Regions from separate parts of the Mus musculus genome. Here all the other regions are linked to region 3. Evidence: chromatin contacts called from public Hi-C and promoter capture Hi-C data. All regions are on one chromosome and are shown on one strand. The core of a region is the stretch at or near the end of the contact, and the rest is flanking DNA. Distances in the headings are between cores, read along the strand shown. Region 1 holds the start of 1700020G03Rik (a long non-coding RNA gene). Region 2 holds the start of Ell (elongation factor RNA polymerase II). Region 3 holds the start of Pgls (6-phosphogluconolactonase).

Evidence for each region. Promoter capture Hi-C pulls out the DNA fragments that hold promoters and counts their contacts. Hi-C and Micro-C count contacts between places; a contact is called where the count stands out from the background.
Region 1: a promoter capture Hi-C map of embryonic stem cells shows a contact between it and region 3, with 2.8 times the contacts expected there. The contact joins the promoter of 1700020G03Rik here to the promoter of Pgls in region 3.
Region 2: a Hi-C map of B cells shows a contact between it and region 3, with 8 read pairs. The contact joins the promoter of Ell here to the promoter of Pgls in region 3. A contact is called at or near these places in 1 of 484 Hi-C or Micro-C datasets (B cells), 1 of 115 datasets of contacts at active chromatin or transcription factors (embryonic stem cells) and 2 of 9 other capture datasets (liver and pancreatic islet).

Annotation. Positions count from the first base shown.
Region 1 is chr8:70,485,537-70,489,459 of GRCm38.p6, reverse strand. 1700020G03Rik (a long non-coding RNA gene) reads right to left here and starts at 1,653. Exons shown (of 2, transcript XR_870493.2): 1 at 606-1,653; 2 at 1-522. Tmem59l (transmembrane protein 59-like) reads left to right here and starts at 2,112. Exons shown (of 8, transcript NM_182991.3): 1 at 2,112-2,292; 2 at 3,088-3,232; 3 at 3,326-3,423; 4 at 3,633-3,785. The coding sequence starts at 2,143.
Region 2 is chr8:70,537,564-70,541,466 of GRCm38.p6, reverse strand. Ell (elongation factor RNA polymerase II) reads right to left here and starts at 1,792. Exons shown (of 12, transcript NM_007924.2): 1 at 1,626-1,792. The coding sequence starts at 1,760. It overlaps Gm51534 (a long non-coding RNA gene), which reads left to right and starts at 1,938. Exons shown (of 2, transcript XR_003947400.1): 1 at 1,938-1,999.
Region 3 is chr8:71,590,410-71,594,710 of GRCm38.p6, reverse strand. Pgls (6-phosphogluconolactonase) reads right to left here and starts at 2,527. Exons shown (of 5, transcript NM_025396.3): 1 at 2,207-2,527; 2 at 520-627; 3 at 1-42. The coding sequence starts at 2,494.

The DNA.
Region 1 (3,923 bases), core at 404-2,903, 1.1 Mb after region 3:
CCAACAAACTTACTTTCAGCCCTGGGTCGCTCTGACTCAAACCCTCATGCCTCAGTTTCTCTCTCTGCAAAGAGTCATGGGAAGTTCTTTTTTACACTGGACGATGACCCCCCACACACACACACACACGGTGTCACGTGGCCCAAGCTAGCCTCGATTTTTCGGCCATCCTCCTGTCTCGGTCTTTCTTGTTGAGACTGTCAGGCCCGCCTTGTCATCAGCCCCCATCCTCCCTAGCTTGGCAGCCTCTGTTAGCCCTCTTCTGTATCATGTCACCTAAGCCCATCCCCTGTGCCATTCCGGGTTCCAATGACCTAATTTGGAAGGGGGACAGCCCTACCCTATAGGGTTTTTGTCAGAGAAAAAAGTCATGGCAAGAAAATCTTTGTTGAAAGGAGTGTTTGTTTGAAATTGAATGAAGGACCGTAATTGCAGAAGGGTTAAGTGCCCGGGACTCTGCAAATGACAAGTGTGAACTTGAATTCCGGCTCTGCCCAGGCGTCCGGGTGCCAGGTTTCCCACCTGTAAATTGGGGAAACAGGCTTTGCGTTTGGTTTCTTGAGACAGGGTCTCGCTCACTATAGAGGGCCAGACTTAGAACTCACGTCCTAACCCAGATTGACCTGGACCTCGCACCGATTCTTCTGCCTCAGCCTTTCCGCGTGTTGGGATGATGGGCATATGCCAAGGCGTCCGACTTGAGGAAACGGTTGGGGTCCCAGCGCACAGGGACCGTGCCCAGGGTGCGCTGGTGGAAGAGAGGCCCAGCCCGGGAGGGGCGGGGGAGGGGCCGCGCCGGGATCCAGATGTTCAGGTCCGCCAGGCACAGCCGCGCCTGATTAAGCCACGTGGGGGCCGGCCCCGGCCGCTGAGATGAAAGCAAACGGCCGGCGGGGACCCGGGCGCGCCAGCCCCTCCTCCCGACCGGAACCTGCGGCTCCCTGTGACCCGACGACCCTGCGAGCGGCCTCCTCGTCTACTGGGGCGGAGCGACTGGACGCGCAGGCCGCAAGGCACCTGTGCCAAGCAGGCCACTGGGGCTCAGAGCCCGCGCCCTGGCGCCCGGACGGAGGAAACCGTGGAGACCTCCGAATCCAGGACGGAAGCCACTGTGTCCCTATTTGCTTCAAGTTTTCCCACCAGATGGGAAAAGTGAGCGGCTCAGAGGCCTTGTTAGAGTGCTGGGGGCCTCCGAGTCCCAGGGAGACAATGGGTTCCCTCAGGTCTGTTTTTCCGCACTGAAATGGAGGGAGACCACCTTAAGTTTTGCTCCCTGAAGTTCCTCGAGGACTTCCTGGAGGAGGCAGCTGCCCCTAGAGTACCTCCCCCTAGAGTCTTAGTGTCCCGGAAGCAGGCCAACTGTGGCTGGTGGTCGGCTAGTTTCCGCGCCCTCAGATGCTTCAAATCCACCCCGGCTCCAGCTCTATGGTCCTGCTCGCTCCTTCTGGCCTCCCTTCTCCTCCACTCCCTCTCTCTCCACTCCCAAGTCTTTGTCCGCCTCCTCCTGGTCCTCAAACACCTCTTGTTTCCCCTCCTCCCTAACTGTCTTCCTTCCTTCTTACCATTTTTTACCCCTCCCCTCCCCCACTTTCCGTTTTCTTCCTCTTCTCATTCTACCTCCCCCTCCATCCTCCCAGGCCTTCAACCTCCTCATCCTCTTGGTCTCTCTCTCTCTCTCTCTCTCTCTCTCTCTCTCTCTCTCTCTCTCTCTCTCTCTCTCTCTCTTTCTCTCTCTCTCTCTCTCTCTCTCTCTCTCTCTCTCTCTCTCTCTCTCTCTCTCTCTCTCTCTCTCTCTCTTCTTTCATTGCCCTGTCCATACTCCTCTTCCCTTTTTAAAAAATTCCTTGACTAAGGATCTTAGATGCTCCCTGCCCCGTTGCTCTTGGCCTTCATCCCTGAGTGGCCTGAGATAGGCCTGTCACCGTATCTAGCCAGGTCCTCTTTGTCATTCCCGGCACGCAGATCCAAGTCCGGTCAAAGAGCCGGACCATGAGTATCAAGAATATGTCCCCGACCGGAGTAGAGATTCACCTGCCCGCCCCGCTCGCCGCAGCACACCCCCCCCCCCTTCCCAGGCTGCCTCGCTCAGTGACGTCAACACCCGGTCCCGCATCCCAGGGCCCGCGCTGCGCATCTTCAGCCATGGCTGCGGTAGCATTGCCGCTGCTGCTGTTGTTGGCGTCACTGGTCACCCCAACCCCAGCGCGTGACCCCTTCGCTCCGCAGCTCGGGGACACTCAGAGGTGCCAGCAGCGGTGTCGCCAGCACCACCCTGGCTCGCCTCCTGCGCAGGTAACAGATGGACTCTCAGGAACCCAGTGACTGGAAAAGGAGAGGGACCTGAGTGTAGGACCCTCAGATGGAAGAGGGGATGCGAGTACCTGGTATGCTAGTGCAGATTGGGGTCCTGGGAAGGGGCCTGGATGGGGGAACCTCGGATGAGAAAAGAGCTGACGTGGGGTTCCTCAGGTTGGCAGAGGGATGCGGGATTCTGAGAGTCCCTAAAGAGATGTGGGAGCCAGAGAGTCCTCTAGAAATAGTGGGGCGACAGGATGGAGGATCTTCAGGAGTGGGAGGAACTGAGGTGCCTGCAATGAGGGTGTCTTGAAGGGGGAGGGGTCTCTCAGAACTGCCCTTCCTTCTAGGAAGGGATCAATTGGCACCTGGGGTGAACACTGTAAGTGGGGACATGCCAAAGGGAGGCTGAGACCTGCACCTGAGAGGTCCTGGAGCACACCCCACCCACAGTCCAAGGCTACTTGGTGCTGTCCCTCCTTCCCCCATGGGCTCTCTTCTCTTCCCACGTTCCTCACTGCCTTCTTGGAGACAGTTCTGCTCCAGGCTGTTCCCAAGTGCAAGCTCTGCCTCTCTCTGAGAAGCCCTCTGCCAGCCTCCATCCTGGAGAGGCCACTGTGCAGGCCACTATCCAGCCTGCTTAGAAAGCTGCTTGCTGTTTCTCAGAAGGCACCCCTCCCCCCATGATGATCCTGGCTTTCTGAAACCTGACTTCAGTCTCGTGGATTCTTAGGGGGACCCCAGCCTTCTTCCCCGAGTACCTTTGCCTGAGTCTCTTATCTCCCTTCCCAGCCTGAGCCAGAGGGTCCCTCAGAGTCCCCGAATAACAAGGCTATCCTGATCAGTGCTTGTGAGCGTGGCTGTCGGCTTTTCTCCATCTGCCGCTTTGTGGCCAAGAGCTCTAGGCCCAATGCCACAGAGACAGAATGTGAAGCAGGTGAGTCCTCCAGGGCTGGGTGCACTTTGGGGGTGCCTGCAGCAGAGGTATCCTGGGAAGCAGCTCCCAGTGACTCCATCCTGTGGCCCACAGCCTGCACAGAAGCTTACGTGAAGGCAGCGGAGCAACGGGCCTGCAGTGAGGGGTGCTGGGGCCAGATCCCTGAACCTGAGACCCAGCTGGAGCAGAAGGTGAACCCCCTAACCTATAAATCCCCATCTCAAAACCAAGCACTCAAAGAAAGACTGTGTGGCTTCTTCCCCTTAAGTGAACACAGCTGACATATGGCAGGGCAGGGGTCCCTGTTGGATACTGAAACTCAGGTTTTCTTACACTAGTTGTCTAAATCAGCACAGCCCAGTTTTCCAGCACCAGTTTGTCTTGGGCTTCCTCTTCCTAGGACTTGGCTTTGGACCCGCCCAGGGGGCGCCTCTCCCTTCGGTACCTGTTTTCCATGCTCTGTAGCGACCTGATGAGTTCTGCCCAGGGCTTTCTATCCTCCTCCTGGACATATTCCCTTCAGACAGACAACCGGAAAGTGGTGGTGTTCCAGGTGAGAGAACAATGGCACAGTGAACCGGAGTGGCATCCCGTGGTTGCCTCATGGTATATGAAGTCCTCATGAGAGAACTTCAGGCAACATTACATCCAGGAACACTGTTCTTGCTATCCATGTAGGTCCCGGTGACTG
Region 2 (3,903 bases), core at 543-3,042, 1.1 Mb after region 3:
TATGCGTCTCTGAAGCTGGGCTGGTGGTGGTTCCTGCCTGCCACCTTGGCACCTAGAGTCAAGAGTCATGGGTTTGACAGCAGCCTAGGATAGAGTGAAGCTCTGATGCTGACCACAGATTACACTCCAAAGTCGCCTTGCCAGTAAGTGCCCTGTCAGCTTTCCAGATAAACACAGGTTTGGACTGTCCCAAAACTGAATGCTGTCAGCCACAAGACACAGAGTCCCTTATGGTTGGTAGTCAAACAGCTAGACACAACTGGCTTCCTCAGGGCCCGAGCACAGTGGCCTGCAATTCCACAAGTGCCCTCACAAGAGGAAGACCAGGCTTCGATAGGGGATGTAATGCACAGCAAAATTAAAAATAACAGTATGACAGCGGTGCTGGAGAAGGCTGTAGGGGTGGCAGAGCAAGGGCCAGCGACTGCCACCAGGTACCAAGTTCACCTGACAGCAGTGACTCATGCTCTGGCCCAGCTGTTTCTGAGAAAAGCCCTGGTTCTCCAGGACTAGTCAGAATGGCCCAAGGGGAAAGACTACAGGTTGGAATTCTAACCAGGAAGAGTGGCTGGGCTGGTCACTCAGTGGCTGCCACCCAAATCCTCACCACCTCTTCCTTCTCACCTGCAGGGGCACTTTCTGCCCCTTTTGACAAGGGAAGAAGGACTTTTTCCAAAGAGATTCAACCTGTTCTAGGAAGGAAAAAACTAAAACCCGGGCACGGGCAGGAAGTGGCTCAAAGAAGTGAAGGGAAGACATGCAGGAAGAGGTAGGCTCCCCAGATCACTGAATGGGGAATAAATTCCTGGCTTGGCCAATGGTGCAGCACATGTCCTGGGCAGGAAGAAAACCACATTCTTTCCTAGTTACTCTCTGTTCACTCGACCGCGTCAACACCCCCCGAGCCAGCACAGGCAAACACACATCCCAGACACAGACTCAACACCCCAGTCACTTTAGTAAGATGAACCCTCAAGCCACTTCCCCTGGGGTCCTGCAACTTCTGTCTCAGTGGATGGATGCAGGGTGATACCGTGGCTTGGGTGGGGCATCAAGGTGTGACCCAGAGTGAGGCACAGGAAAGAGGGACACAGCCAGGATCCCTAACCCCACTCCCAAGCCAGGAGGCAGTACCAAAAAGCCTGGAATTTCTCCCAGATGAAGAGTGGAAAATGGAGAGACCAAGTGTGGTGGCTACAGTTGCCTCCTGCTGAGTGCCCAGGGGAGGAAGCCCCCATGGCTAACACAACCACCTCCGTCGGTGAGAAAAACACAACAGCCTTGTCCAAAATATCCAGGGAAACAGGGTTACAAGAGTGGCAGGATCTGGGGCCAGGCAGTAAGTTTCTGTCAAACTACCCCTTCTATGAGTGGATCCAAACACACCTGTCATCCCAGCACTTAAGAACCTAAGGCAGGAGGATGGCCGTCAGTTCAGGGACAACCTGAGCTACATAGAAAGGACCTATTTTTAAAAAAAGAGACAAGAGTAGAGCCAACCTGAAGGATGTCACTGGGGCTGGTCAAGGTATCGCCAGGTGTGGACGCGCGGCCTTGTCCCCCACAGGTCCCCGCAAGTGTCTCCCCACGGCGCAGCCTACCCGCCAGGACGCCGCAAAGCTCACCTGGTGGGCCCGGTAGCTTTCAAAAGCCTTCAAAGCACTGTCGGTGAGCTTCACGTGGAACACCGACACCCTGCTGCCGTCGCTCACGCGCCCACACGACAACCCGTAACTCCTAGCCTCCTTCAGCGCCGCCATCTTGCAACCATCACTCCCCCGCCCCCCTCCTCAGCGACTGCGCCCGCACGCCGGCCTGACCCGCCCCGCCCCGCCGCGCCGCCCGCCGACGTGCTGCATTATTCATGAGGCCAGCATAGCCACGCCCCACTCCGGGCGCGCGTGCCTTCTTTGACAGAGCTGAGGAACATTTTGCCTCGGGCCCGCACAGATGGCCACGCCCCCAAGCACTTACAGGCCCGCTCTCGGGACCGGAGACTGTGAGTCTTGCTGTATTATTCAAGAAGAGAGGTTAGCCACGCCTTCCCGCGCGCTCCAAACCCGCCTTCAAAAACTAACCACAGCGCAACTGGCCACTCCCTAAGGGTCTCGCGAGGCCAGTCATAGCCTTAAAACAGCTCTTCAGAGCTCTCTAAGAAACTTCCCTCCCTTGCAAACAACTCCCATGCGCGTGCGCCAGTTCACAGACAGGCTCCTCCTACCTGACGACTCCTCCTGCATTATTCATGAGACGAAGGCAGCCTCGACCCCAAGACTGCAGGAAACCCATCCTCATCCCAAACCCAGCAAAGCCCTCTCAGCCTCGCGACCTGTCGCGTGAGTGTGTTATTTATGAGAAACTGGCCGTGATCTCCGACGTGTTGGTAGACTGCCAGGCCGCGACGACGAACACGTTTGTTCGCAGTTGCCAGCCAGATCTAGATGGTCACTCATATGCAGCGAGCCCACCCCGCCCCCAGTGAAAAAAAAATCACCTTAAAGAAACATATTTAGCCACGCCTACACGCGTTGAAGCCCGCCTCCTCTACCAGCCCTATGCCACGCCCCCAAACGCCCATGGAACCCTGCGTCACCGAGGAACTGCTCCCCAAGCGCTCCGCGTTTGGCCACGCCCCCAAACTCCCGTAAAGCCCGCCTACCGACTTGCTGTATTATTCATGAAGCAGGCGTGGCCACTCCCCCACCCCGTGCTTGCTGATTTTCCCAGACCACCGCTTGCCCGCCAAACGCCCAACTGATACGCCCCCCGCAGTCGCAGGGTCTGCCCTACTTCAGTTCATGCACTGGGCTACATAGTCAGACCCCAAGCTCCCGAGGCCCTCCCCAGAAGCCTCAGCCGCTGGGCAAGCTGAGTTATTCAGGAGTTGCCGCTGCCGCGTTTCAAAAACCAATTTTCAAGGGTTTCCCACCCAACTGACTTAAGATCCCTGACCGCTTGACCGACGTGGCCTATTCCCCACCCGCTCATAAGTATAAGAGCTGACGGTTCCATCTTTCCAAGCTCCTAACCTCGCCGCTACATGTGTTACTCATGAACCCTTAACACTTGAACTTGGGCCTTTCAGCTTGATATTTATGCTTTTTTTCCGCGTTCCTTGGGTGGAGTCTAGGCACAGCTCTCCAGAGGGTCAAGTGCCAGGCCTGCTCGCACCAGGACGGAGTGGGCGTCTGTTGAGGCTTGTGGTGGGCGTGGTTACATAAACCAAGTGGGCGTGGGCTTGCCCGGTCCAGCTAATAGGGGGGATCCCCAGAACCAGGGCAAGAACTGTGGAAACAGGATGAAGTGCTGATTATGTCTGATGCTAAAAGTTCAACAACTGGATGAATATCCCACACGTCACGCGCTGGTTTTCCAATAAACAACTCTTAACGCAACATCCAACACGTACTCAATGTTGCACAACCGACACCACTGACTGTTCCAGAATATTTCTATCAAAGGAAAGCCTGGTCCTCATTTGCAGTTTTTCCTGTTCCCTCTCTGTCACCTGGCAACTCTGATCTGCTTGTCTTTGTGGGTATTTCATAGTGCGGTCCTACAACCTGAGGCCTTTGAGGTGTGATTGTTGTCAAGGATCATCAATTGGTGATGAATCAGAGCTTCGTTCCTTTTTGATGACTATGTAATATTTTGGTGTGTGTAATTAACAGCTTCTCTTACTCATGTGATGATCAGCATCAATTACTGCTGCTCACTGCTTACCTGTGGACACTTTTGTTTTTGTTTTAAGATATATTTATCTGATGTCTGCGAGTACACTGTAGCTGTCTTCAGACACACCAGAAGAGAGCATCAGATACCATTACAGATGGATGTGAGCCACCATGTGGTTGCTGGGAATTGAACTCAGGACCTCTAGAAGAACAGTCAAGACCTCTGAGC
Region 3 (4,301 bases), core at 1,278-3,777:
GATCAGCAGGTCAAACACAGGGACAGCGTCTCCTTGCAAGGCCTGACAGAAGGATGGTGGGTCAAGTGTGTGCGAGCTCAGAGGTAACACACAAAAAAGCTGAAATCTGGTTCTATCTCAGCTTAGACCACCTTCTGCTGAATGTGCCCGCTCAGCACATTCCCTACACAACAGTGGCCACTCCTGCACAGGGCAGCTTCAACATGGTATGAGGTCTGTAGGATTTTTTTTTTTTTTTTTTTGAGGGTAAGCATTACCCTCCAGCCCAAGCAGGCCTCAAAAAGCCTCCTGCCTTAGTCTCCTAAGTGCTAGGGGTCACAGATGCACTACCACACCTGACTGATCCAGTCCGGGGGCTTGTTTCCCATTTTAGTGGACAAGAACCTCAGGTCTGCAGATGAGTGTCCCTGAGATGTAAGGCTCCAGCCCAAGTCTCCCCACCATGGTGACAGTCTGTGTCCCTAAGCAGTCATCTCTGCCGCAGTCTTTTACAGCTTTCCTACCTGTCCCGGGACCCACCTGTCTCAGTTTCCTGGCATAGTCCTCTGCAGCATCCTCCACAGGTAGGGCAGGATTGATGGTAAGGACCTGGCTGTCTGGGATGGGCAGCTTTGAGAGCAGGTGTGTCTGTAGAAGGGGAAGGGATAGTCAAGGAGTAACATGACTTGCCTAAAGCCAGGAACCCTGAGTCACACGGCGTTCTTCTCCACAGCCTGGCTGACTCTTCGGAGTGGCTCGGGCTCCCTCAATCAGGGACTCAGCCTGGCTGCATCCAGTACACAGCTGGCACCTGACTATACAGAGGTGAACTCCAGGAAGAAGACTGTGATCTACTCTTAGACACCCTGCCTGTGTCTCCATGTCTGGCTCTTGGAGTAAGTCCAGCTCAGTGGAGCAATGCCAGGGAGAGGCTGGGGGCAAATGTCAGAATGCCAGGATGCTGTGCCCTAGAGATGGGGGTGCTGGGGACTCTGTTAACCAACAATGCTCAGGGCGCTGGGGACCCTGGAGAACAGAGGAGCACAGGGCTCCAGACTGAAGGCCATAGGAAGGTGAGCCAGGAAGGCAAAGGAGAACTGGCCGCTGAGTCCACTCTACATGGCTCCTGTCTCAGCCCATTGGGCAAGACACCTACTGCTCAAAGTGTCAACAGATTCCTGGTGATGAAATCCTGCTTCCTTCAAAGACCCAGCTGTTAACCAGGTCACCTCAGAGGGGCCTACTTAGGGGTCTTAGCTTTATTTTTCTTGAGTGGGCTGCATCAAAATAAGTCTCACGTTGCACAGGCTAGCCTCGAACTGGGTAGCTGGGAATGACCTTGAACTCCCGATCCTCCAGCCTCTACTTCCTCATTGCTGGGAAGACAGGGGTGCACCATCATTCCTGGTTTATATGACACTGGAAATGAAGCCTGGACCTTAAGCATTCTAGGCAAGCACAATATCAACTGAGCTACAAGTACCCTACCAACTGAGCCTTGTGCTAGTACACACAGCCAGTTCAGTGAAGTTCTTGGGCAGGCATCGTGTTCAAAGTGGTGCAGTTTCAGGTCCCTAGATGAGGGTCAAGGCGACATGAATCTTCTGTTTCCCCACCTGTAAGTAAGTGTAATGGCCCTTCCTCCCCTGCTTCAGACCCATGACACTGGACCAGCTTCCCCTAGGAGGTGGTGGCAGTCATCCAAGTGTGCTCAGAGCTCAATCCTCCATGCCTCAGTTTCCCTGTGTGTGACGCAGGGACCTCTGTAACCTATAGGGCGCCTTGTGGCCATCATACCCCAGGCTGCTGGGAGGCGATGGCCAACGGCTCTTGTTAAAGAAAACTGAGACCCAACACACCCTGGACACTAGAGGCAGGCTGAGTGCACAAACAGCCATGACCCACGAGGCCCCACAGCCAAGGTACGGCCCTTAGGAAGATACGGGGGACGGAGGCCCGTCAGGCTGCACTTGGATGGACATCACTGCGCATCCAGCAAGACCCCGTGGGGCCCGGAGCCCGCGGGTAGGCGTTGAAGCAGATCCTTGCGTTTCCTAGGCAGGCTGAGCCAGTTCGGCGTGGCCCGCGCTTCCTCGGCGGACTGAGCCGACTCCGCGTGGCCCACGGCGGCCCTTGTATCTTGAGTTTCCACGGTAGGCTGAGCCAGCTCGGCGTGGCCCACGGCGGCCCCCGTAGCCCGTACGGTGCGCGCCCCCGCAGCGCTCACCCGGTAGAGGCCGTACGTGCTCTCGGCGTGGTCGAAGGGCACGAGGCGCTCGTCGCAGAAGCCGAGCGTCCAGCGCGCAAAGCTGGCTGGTCCAGCGGGAGCGGCGGCGGCGGGCAGGTCTCGGGCTAGCATGGAGACCAGGCTGCCGCCTGACAGACCAAGCGCGAAGCGGCCACGGTCCCCTTCCAGGCAGCTCGCGGCCCGCTGCGCCACCAGCTGCGCCAGCGACGCGCCCAGCTCTTGCGGGCTGGAGAAGACCGAGATGAGACTGGGCGCGGGTGCTGCCATGGCGGTGGGGAGGCGGCGGCGCTCCCGGCAGAGGCCAGTACGCCAGTGCGCCTGCGCGACGGCCGCGCTGCCATGGGTCCGAGCACTTTGAGCCAAGGTCGTGGCGCATGTGCAGTTGCACAAAAGAAGCGTCGCCGGGGCCGGGCTAGCGGGTGGTTCCCGAAACCGCAGTGCTCCGCAGGGCTTTGAGGTGGGTAGTGGGCGGGCAGTCCCCGGCGCTTCCCTGGGCGAGACACGCCTTGCTGGCCCGGTTTCTCGCATTTTATTTAGTTTTTAAGCTGGAGTCTAGTAGCTCCGACTGGCCTCACGCTCCTGATCGTTCTTGATTGGAGTGCTGGGGTGACCGGAGTGCCACAGCACTCTTGAGCGTTTTTCAGGGTGCGGTCGGAAGCACAGAGTGCGCCAGCTGCAGCGTGATAAGGTCAGTAAGCTCTCAGGTGGCAAGGACAGGAGGCTAGCCGGGAGTTAGAGGCTGTGACGTCCCCATGCCTGCACGGCTCTCCCCACATTCGCCTATCTCGGCCAGTCGCCCCTTCTCTGTTACTCCAGCGGATGCGGCAGTTTGTAAGGTCTTCTGCTCACAGCTGTCTGCGGCAGAAAGAGGATTCCTCAAGACAACCGCCACACGACAGTTGAACATCTGCATTTGAATGTGAAACTGCCCCGGTTCTTGTGCTTGAGCCGGTGGCTCCCAGTCGCCCGTGCTATTTTAGGAAAATACAGAACCTTTAGGACTGTTAAGAGCCTTGACCCAAGTAGATCAGTCAGAAGGTGACAGCTGTTTCCACCACAAAGACCCAATTAAACCCCCTCTGGTTCCTCTCTCTTAATTTTCTCCCGCATGTATATCTTTGAACCAAGTGCATGCAGAGGCCAGGAGAGGGCATGGGATGCCCTGGAACTGTTAGATGGTTGTGGTCCTCTGTGTGGAAGGAGGGTAAAAAGCCGAACCGGTGATCTTAACCCCTGAGCCACTGCACCCTCCTGAACTCGAGAGAGCTCCAAAATCCAAGCAGTCAGTCACTGTGTCGGTACTGAACCCAGGGCCTTCTGCATGCTAAGCCCAGGCTAGACCATTGGCTGGACCCCAATCCTAAACCTACAGCCTTTCTGAGTGCCCATGTGAGGCTGCAAGTGGCAAGTTATACAGTGTGAAACACTGCAAGAACTTTGTTGTTATTCAAGACATGCTGCTGCTGCTGCTGCTGCCCTGACTGTCCTGGAACTCTGTGGACCAGGCTGTCCTCCAACTCACAGAGACCTGCCTGCCTCTCCTTCCCAAGTGCTGGGATTAAAGGCATGTGCCTTTGAACACATTTTAAAACCTTTTATCGTTTGTGAATTTAACATCATGCCCCCTAACCTCTCTCACCGCCCCCCTTCAGCTCATAACTTCCCACACCCTTGTCACCCTCCCAGTAGAGAAAATGCTCATGGAAGCTGTAGTGTGTCAGTGTGTCCCACAGTATAACCTGATGTTCACACTTCTTTGCTTGCAAATGTTCATTGCAATGACTTGGTCTGCTACAAGGTCTCTGGCTACTGCTACACTATCAATACTGAACCGTCAATGGGACTGTCTTGGATATCCTGTTGTTGCCCTGTGTCATAGAGGTCATTGTACTTTTGGATATGTAGGACTGGTCCCTTCATGTACCCCAGTAGTTCATCAGTGGGGTAGATGTTGGGGTGGGTCAATTCAAAGCCCTGGGTCTTGGCCTGAGAGGTATCTGAGCTGGTCAGCCCACTGGGGTTCTCACACCCTTGGGGACAGCTCACCAGCAAACCCTGCAACCAGGGTGTACTA